Regions from separate parts of the Hordeum vulgare genome. Here region 1 is linked to region 2. Evidence: chromatin contacts called from public Hi-C data. All regions are on one chromosome and are shown on one strand. Each heading gives the region's core, a stretch centred on a gene start, on an enhancer-like site or on the middle of the called end of the contact. The rest is flanking DNA. Distances are from core to core; before and after follow the strand shown. Region 1 holds the start of LOC123429862. Region 2 has its middle 170 kb from the start of LOC123425709.

The links. A called contact is a pair of places that touch in the nucleus more often than the background predicts.
Region 1: a contact with region 2 is called in a Hi-C map of leaf, with 2.7 times the contacts expected there. The contact joins the promoter of LOC123429862 here to the enhancer-like site in region 2. A contact is called at or near these places in 2 of 6 Hi-C or Micro-C datasets (leaf and seedling).

What each region holds. Positions count from the first base shown.
Region 1 is chr2H:170,581,256-170,585,351 of MorexV3_pseudomolecules_assembly, forward strand. LOC123429862 reads left to right here and starts at 2,814. Exons shown (of 2, transcript XM_045113839.1): 1 at 2,814-3,561; 2 at 3,642-4,096. The coding sequence starts at 3,127. The coding sequence ends at 4,001.
Region 2 is chr2H:170,262,428-170,266,843 of MorexV3_pseudomolecules_assembly, forward strand. No RefSeq gene overlaps it. Among protein-coding and RNA genes, the nearest start is that of LOC123425709, 170 kb to the left of the region's middle. Within about 2 kb of position 2,469, at least 3 of the 3 cell types and tissues checked have open chromatin away from gene starts, as enhancers often do. A contact at or near this core is called in leaf and seedling, where this site is marked.

The DNA.
Region 1 (4,096 bases), core at 1,564-4,063, 320 kb after region 2:
GCTGGTGGGACAGCCCCAAGGGGGCCTATGCGCCAAGAATAAAGAATCAAAGGAAAAGAAAAAAAAAAGAGGGAGGAAGTGGGAAGGGAGGGGGACTCCTCCCACCAAACCAAGTCCAACTCGGTTTGGGGGGGGGAGTCCTCCCCCCCTTGGCTCGGCCGACTCCTTGGGGGGTCCTTGGACCCCAAGGCAAGGCTCCCCTCCCTCCTCCTATATATATGGAGCAATTAGGGCTGATCTGAGACGACTTTCTCACGGCTGCCCGACCACATACCTCCATAGTTTTTCCTCTAGATCGCGTTTCTGCGGAGCTCGGGCGGAGCCCTGCTGAGACAAGATCATCACCAACCTCCGGAGCGCCGTCACGCTGCCGGAGAACTCTTCTACCTCTCTGTCTCTCTTGCTGGATCAAGAAGGCCGAGATCATCGTCGAGCTGTACGTGTGCTGAACGCGGAGGTGCCGTCCGTTCGGTACTAGATCGTGGGACTGATCGCGGGATTGTTCGCGGGGCGGATCGAGGGACGTGAGGACGTTCCACTACATCAACCGCGTTCTCTAACGCTTCTGCTGTACGATCTACAAGGGTACGTAGATCACTCATCCCCTCTCGTAGATGGACATCACCATGATAGGTCTTCGTGCGCGTAGGAAAATTTTTGTTTCCCATGCGACGTTCCCCAACAGCGCGGACTAGGTGTTGAATGTGTGGGCGGAAACAGGTTCGCACACACGGCACAGCTGGCAACTGCGCGGTGCAAGTCATGTGGGAGAACTCTTCAACGCTCACACACACGATAATGCCTACGTGACACACAAAAATTATCAAACGTTGTCAAGATTCGTGCAAATAGAATCAACGTGGATTAACGCGTGTGGACGAAGTGCAGGACCGGACCCAGAGTGTTGCAAACTATGTGGCCCGTACAGGGCCCAAATTTTTTAGATAGGCCTTGTATTAAAAATCCTATGGACAACTTGGCCAATGGGCCGCTGGAGCGAGCCAGCCAGCCATCGAGGCCAGGGAGCTGCTCCCGTGCGACGCTACAGCCTGCACCTTCCTTTCTTCAGGATTAATCGATCCATCGCTGATTGCTGATCCCGCGAGGACCTGCACAGCTGCCGCTTTTTTCCGGATCGATGGACGATTGCTGCAGCCTGCAGGCAGGTCTCCTCCTCGTCGCGTCTCCTCATCGTCGGCTCGTCGCTCGTCGCCTTGTACTGTCGTACAGGTATAACTATAGACTACAGAGTATAGGTACAACTACACACTATAGACTAGAGAGTACAGAGACTAGATATTATGCGCAAGAGGCACACACTACTTCGTCGCTCGTGGCGTTGTCCGAGTGATCTTCAAGTTTTTTTATTTGATGAGCTGAGTTGAAGTTTCTTCAAAATTTCATGTAAAAAAAAATATCAAACCTGTTGAAATTCTGAATTTTCTAAAACGGCATGATTGTTTTCTAAATGCATGTATTGCATATACAGTTCTGCTGACTATTCATGTGATAGTGCCATCAGCAGATTTTTTTTCCTTCTAAATTGAAGCTATTAAAGTCTTATATACGTACTATTATGACACAACAAAGACTTAACAATTTGACCACAATAGCACTTAAGAGTGAAGTGTTGGAGAAGATTGATGAGGAAGATATCATTGAAGATTTTATTTTAAAGAATACTAAAAAAATGAGAATGTTTAAATAAATAGCAACCGGGAGTTGGATATATATGACTTTTTTATATGCCAATTATTATGCAAGACATTATATTACATATGTTATAAAAAAATTCTAGAGATATATATACATTATATTGCTTGTTAGTTTTTTTTATAAGATAGGGCCCTAATTTCTAGTTTCGCACACGGTCCTGGATTTTGCCGGCCCGGCCCTGATGAAGTGCAAACATATCATATGTGTGGACGTTATAATTTGAATTAAAAAAAATGAGTTATGAGATTCTAAAAGAAACCGCAAGGCTCTGCGGAATTCCCAGTTAATGGAGTCGCAACAGGCACACGGTACATGTCAGGTACACCGACAGGTGATCACTGATCTGGTAGGACGTCGCATGCGCCGTCAGGTGCACGGACGCACTCACCACCGGCACCGCGAGCGAGAGCTGATCCCAGATCTCGGAAGGCGACGTACAGCGGTACAGGTAGAGGGGTTCCGTCGATGGGTCAAAAGCCAAGCGTTCAATTCAGAGATATCAAACGCCGGAACATGTAGCTCAACACAGGAGCTACCGGGACTGTCGATTATAGTCTCGTGTGACACGGGCACCGCGGTGTAGCATGGACAGCAAAAAGCTAGGTCGGCACCACGCTCGTTTGCCTTAAACAAAGTACTTCCTTCGTTTCTAAATGTAAGTCTTTTAAATTTTTTAATACAAATTAAATATGGATATAAATAAATATATTTTTAAGTGTAAACTCGTTCATTTCGTTTCATATGTATTATGTAGTGGAATTTGTATAAAGACTTATATTTAAAAACAGATGTAGTATAAATCAAGGCCAGCCGCTGCGCGCGAACGCGGACCCAACCACTGACCGATCGACCGACACCGTTCTTACTTTTCAGCGAACCAGAAGTTCGTCAGTCTCCACTTGGCTGCGGCAAAACACACCGGACGAAGCAAAGGATCCACGGTTTAGAGCAGGGGAGCACATAGAGGTTCGGTCATCTTTTCGCATCGCAAAGGAAGATGCATGTGGAGGACAAAAAGAAGATGCATGTGGAGCAAAGTGGTGCTACCGTGTCACCCATAAGAAATTTAGAGCTCGCACAAAAGAAAAGGGGTATAAAGTGTAGAAATAATGGAGGGGCTGTAGGCAGGCACACCGCACACATGGGCGGAGGCCGACAGATCGCAACGTAGCGCCGGGAAGGGGAGCTGCGTGCTGTCCCAGGCTGGTATCCTGTTGCCTTCCCGTCGCCACCGCCACGTTCCCTTTCACCCACCGAAGTGGCCAGCCACCACTCTACTTACCTCGCCCGGGGCCGGCACACGCAAACGCGCGCCTCGATCGATCGTCCTGGCATTGGCAGTCGCTTCCCTTTCCCACCACGTTGACATCTCCACTGCTCCGGGAAGGAGGCAGGCACGTAGACGTAGCGATGGCGCCGCGTTTCCTGGCGTGCTTGGGCAGGGGCGGCGCGACGGCCTCGGCGCCGGAGCCTGTGGAGGACCTGGCCCCGGGCCCGGTGCTGGTGGAGCTCTTCTCCTCGCAGGGGTGCGCGGCGTCGCCTGAGGCGGACGCCCTGGTGGCCCGGCTGGCGCAGGAGTCCTCCGAGGCCAGCGCCGGCGGCGAGCGAGCGGTGCTGGTGCTGGGGTTCCACGTGGACTACTGGGACTACCAAGGGTGGAAGGACCCCTTCGCGTCCAGCGCCTGGACCGTGCGGCAGAAGGCGTACGTGGAGGCGCTCCGGCTCGACACGCTCTTCACGCCGCAGGTCGTCGTGCAGGGCCGCGCGGACTGCGTCGGCACCGAGCAGGACAAGCTCGCCCAGGCCATCCGCGACGCGCCCCGCTACCCCTCGCCCGCCATGAAGGTACGCACGCACGCACCAGCTTAATTTTGGCCGGTGCTCTCAAGTCTAAAGTCTGAACCGTGTGCCCCTGTGCTGTGCAGGTGAAGTTCCAGCGGCCGAACCCGAGCACGCTGCAGGCGTCCTTCACGGGCGCGCTCCACTACCGGGTGGACGGCGGCGGGAGCGTGCTTGTGGCGCTGTACGAGAACGGCGTGGTCACCGACTGCGGCCGCGGCGAGAACAAGGGCAAGTCGCTGCTCAACGACCACGTCGTGCGCCGGCTGGAGAAGGTGGCCGCCGTGCGCGACGGCGCGTCCGCCAGGAAGGCCGTGTCCGGGTCCGTCCAGTTCCCGCTGTGGGACGACTTTCGCGCGACCAAGTGCGGCCTCGTCCTCTTCGTGCAGAACTCGGCGCTGCAGGTGCTCGGCGTCCAGCACTTCGACCTGCCCGACAACGTCTGATTCCAGTGGCTCGCACGAACTTGCCGAGTGTGCAGGGGGCAGTGGGTGCGTTGTCAGCTGGCATGTACAACTATTCTTTATAGAGTGTGATTGGC
Region 2 (4,416 bases), core at 1,219-3,718:
CTGCCGACGTTCTCAAGCCCCAACGAGGACAGAAATGGGCTCAACATGACGCCGCCTACCTGCTGGTGGTCGGAACAAGAATGGAGAGGCAAGGGTGGGAGGAGTTTTGGGAGGTGGTCGAGGAGGCAGCTAGGGGCACGGAAATGCTCGGGGAAGTTGTGGGAAAGCTTCCTCGGGTCGAGGGGATCAGATTGGTGGGTCGAGGGACGGAGGAGCCGTCGTGTAGTCGGAGATCGACCGGAGCTCCAAGGCAGAGGGGCCTCGGTCGATCTCGAGCACCGGGGCTCTGCTGGCTTGCTCGGGTGGCTAGGGAGGTGCTAGTGGTCGTGGTGAAGCTATCTGAGGGATGCAGGAGCGAGGGGGATGGCTATGAAAAGGTCCACGACAGTGAGCCGATTCGGGAGCGCGGGTGACTCACTGTGGCGCGCATGGGGGTGCAGGGAGGAGCTGGGGTCGAAACCACTGTCAGAACGTGGTTTTAGACTGCCAGAACCATCTGCAACAGAGGGAGAGAGAGAGAGAGAGAGGAGTCGAGCCTCCGTGGCCGCGCAACCTTGGCCGGTTCTGGTGCGCGCGGGCAGTGTTGTACGAGCTCTAGCGTGGGAGAGGAGGGGCCCTGAGGGTTGTTCGACGAAGAGGGGTTGTCGGGGAAGAGGCTGGAAACCTCGGGGGAGGCTGGAACTGGTCGAGAGCGTCACCCCCACCTCGGTGGCTTCCTGTAGCGCGCCCAGAGCATAGTTTTGGAATGCCACGGCATGCTGGTGCGCTCTAAGGCACTTTGGACGTGTCTAGCATGTCCTGGCACTGGCTGGGAGTGATGCTAGCCATTTGGGTCTCGTGGGAGCTTCGGCTGGTCAAGGGAGACAAAAATTCTGGTGCTGTCAGCCTTGAACTGAAGCTTAGATTGGGTTTTTTGGCATTTCCACTTTGAACCAGTGAGGGGCTAGTTGATTGGGGTTAGGCATTGATACTGGCTACCTAATATATGAGTTTGGAGCAATGGGGCTGGGTTTAGCCATGGCCAAGCGGGCTTTTTCCCATCTGTCAGAAGGTGCTCGATAGTGGTTTGAGGGGGTTGCACCCCACCACTGGTGCTGCAACTTAACAGGTTTGGGTTTGGGGCTAAAACATGGGGTTTCACCAAGTTAGAGCTCCATTGGACAAGTTTAGCTTTGTAAACTTGAAAACACCACTATTTGACCAGATCCATCCCTTCCAAAGAGAGTGTGGGCAACTAAGTCTCGCAAATCCTATTTTTGGTGTGGAACTCTCATTTGAGGTATTAGGCATTCCTGCAAAGTTTCAGCATCATAGGACAAACTTTGCTATGTAGAGTTTCTCTAACTCCAATCTGGACAGAAGGGGTTTTTGGGTTATTTGGGGTCCTTAATCACCTTGGATCAAGGTGATACTTTATGTGGACACCAAATATGGCTTAGGCATACCACTAGAATTTTCTAGGATTTTATTGAGAATATTCGCTTTGGAAATATTTCAAAAGGTCAAAACAGATAGAAATGGTTTTCAGGGTTTTACTCAAATAATTATAATAAATATAGGGGTTTAAAATGCTATGTATGGAAAATATATGTCCTTCTGATCATCTCCAAATTTAATCAGATTTTTCTAAGGCAGAAAAGTATTTTTCCATGTAGGAATACCATTTCTGGCCTCAGAAATGGACTTGTAAATAAATTAAGAAAACAATTCTAAAAATAATTATTTTTGTGGTTTTGAAATACTAAAATAAGTTAAAATCAAATCACCAACTTTGGGTAGAGACCAATCTTGCCATCAAGGGCAAGTAGTGCAACCCAAAGTAGGGTTTTACCATGATCAGAAACAAGAATAAGGTTTTGAAAATAATTCAATATTGTGAAATAGGGTTTTATCATCACATGATCATCACACAAGTCATTCAATGACAAACATGGCACTCACATCATTAGTTTTGAAAAAAGTTTTAACAAGCTCAGATTTTTTGCATTACAAAGAAAGTGGTTGCAAAAACAGGGTGTGGCAGTTTACCCAAGCCGTTTTCTCCCCGGACGTTGTTCGCAAGGTGACCTCCAGCTTTTGCTCTTGCTAGCCAGACAACCGCGATAAGGTGTGTAGCTGAGATGAAGAGTGGGCCTTTGGTATGGTAGACGCTACTAACTCCGTCTGCGGGAAGGAATGAACTGGGCCCAACGGTCGACGTCTGGGCCGAGACTAGGTCGACGCGAGGGTGAGCAACAGAGTAGCTCAAATGAATGCGGTGATGGCCCCCGAGTGTCTGTCGGGGTATTTGCTTTTGCACGCGGTGCGAAGATGCACGGACGGGAGCTCACAAATCTTTTGTGCAAACGAGGCGATTGCTGTCGATGGATGTCGGTGCGGTTTTCTGTGAACGGAGTACGCCGGCTCACCCACTTGGTGTGACCGCCAAGCCTTCGGTGGTCGAAGGTTGTGTCAACCGGCCGGTACCGACGGCCGAACGTCAGATTGGATGGGCGACCGGGTCGGCCCGACGTTGAAGTAGGCGGGCTGGCTAGCCAGACAACAACGCGGGCAGGGCAGCCGACTGAGCGGTGGCACTGGCGGGCGGGCGCAAGTGGCCTTCTTTCTTCTTTTTCGCCAGTTGCACCTTCTGGTCTTCTCTTGACCAAATTTTTGGCTTTGACTTTTCTTTAGGGAGCTGACCTCTCTTTTTGTGCCATGCTGGCTGGGGGAGCACGGGGCCCTACCGGTGCCGGTTGGGGTGGGCGAGCCGGAGCCGGCCTGGCCAGTGAGAGCGCGGGCGCCCGAGGCGACGGGCCAGCTGCGGGGGAGGACACAGAATCGGCGAGGAGCGCAGGGGAGCAGGCGAGGCCGGCTGGCAGCAAGGCATGCCGGACCCGCAGAACGGGCGCGGGGACTCAGCCAGCAGGCAGCGAGGCGCAACCGGTACGGAGGCCGGTGTGGGCGCGAGGCGCAGGGGCAGCCAGCGACCGGGTGCGGTAGCGGCACCCGGCTGCGGGGACGGAGACGGCGCGGGCGAGTGCGCGGGGCAACGAGGAGCGGCGCGGTTGGGCGGAGCCGGCGCACGTCGTAGCCGGATGGGCGTGGATCTAGTGAAGGAGGAGGCGGCGGCCGAATGGCGCGCCCAGCCGGCGGGCGAGGCACGGTGGTGCGGGGTGGAGCCAGCGTGGACGGGCACGGCACTACAGGCCCGCAGACGGCATGGAGGAGCTGGTTGCACGCGGACGCACGAAGCCGGCGAAGTGGGCGCGTGGACGCACATGGCCGGAGATGGCGAAGCCGGCGCGCGGACGCGCAGGCATCTAGGACCCGGGCGCTGCCAGGGCGGGGTAGGGAGCAGCGAAGCTTGCCCATGTTGTGGAGGGCTTTCGGCGTTGGATGGAATAGAACGCGGAGGACTGCGGAGTAGTGTTGCTGATGGTGCATCGATGGAAGAAGTAGCAATACTGGCAGGGCACTGTGCGTGAGGCATGGAGGCATGGCGGCACTGACAAAGCAGCGCGGGAGCCGCGAGGAGCGGCCGGCGCTGCGGTCGTGGTGATGAAAAGGGCGCGACCGGCAACGGGGACGTGCCGCCCTGCGCGGTCACCATGGGGGCATGTCGACGTCGGGCCCAGAGCGCTACCGGAGAGACGACGATAATGACGATGAAAAGTGTCCCGCCGCCCGGACCGCGGTTCCAGCAGTAGCATGCCCCACGGTGGGCGTCAAGTGTCGTGGTATTTTTGAGACAGATGCGATGGGGTGGCTTAAAGAGGTGAGAGCAAGGCCGTCGTGGAGATTGGGCAACAACACGCGGTGACTTACCCAGGTTCGGGGCCCTCGTGTGGATGTAACACCCCTACTCTTGCATGTGTGGTGTATATAAAGAGTATATGGTTGTACGTGGTGCTCCTTGAGCTGTCTGGATGGAGGCTGGGAGCCCTCCTTCTCTCCTGGAGAGTGGGGAATGAGAGAATGGGGGAGCCAGGGAGAGTTCTCCTCCTCCTGTGCGTGTGTGTCTCTCCCTCCCCGTGGTTGGCCCACTGGGTCACCTTATAAAGGGGTGCCCAGAGAACAAGGGGTAGCCCATGGGGCCTTATTTATTGTGGGTCATAATGGCTAGGGGGGCCGCCTAGCCTAACTTCACCGTTTGAGGTGACAGGTGTGCACTGACGTAGATTGGCCCGCCGGGGCGCAGTGATGCAGGCTACACCGTCCTCCCGTCCTGTCTGATGTGATGTTGTAGCTGTCCTCGCTGGTCTGCAGTCGACCTGGTGTGCAGTCGGCTCGGCCTGGTCTTCAGTCGGCCTGATCTGCAGTCGGCTCGGCCCGATCTGCAGTCGGCTTGGTTTGTAGTCGGCCTGGCCTGGTGTGCAGTCGGCTTGGTCTGTAGTCTGCCTGGTCTGCAGTCGGCAGCCAGCAGGCTGCAGTCGG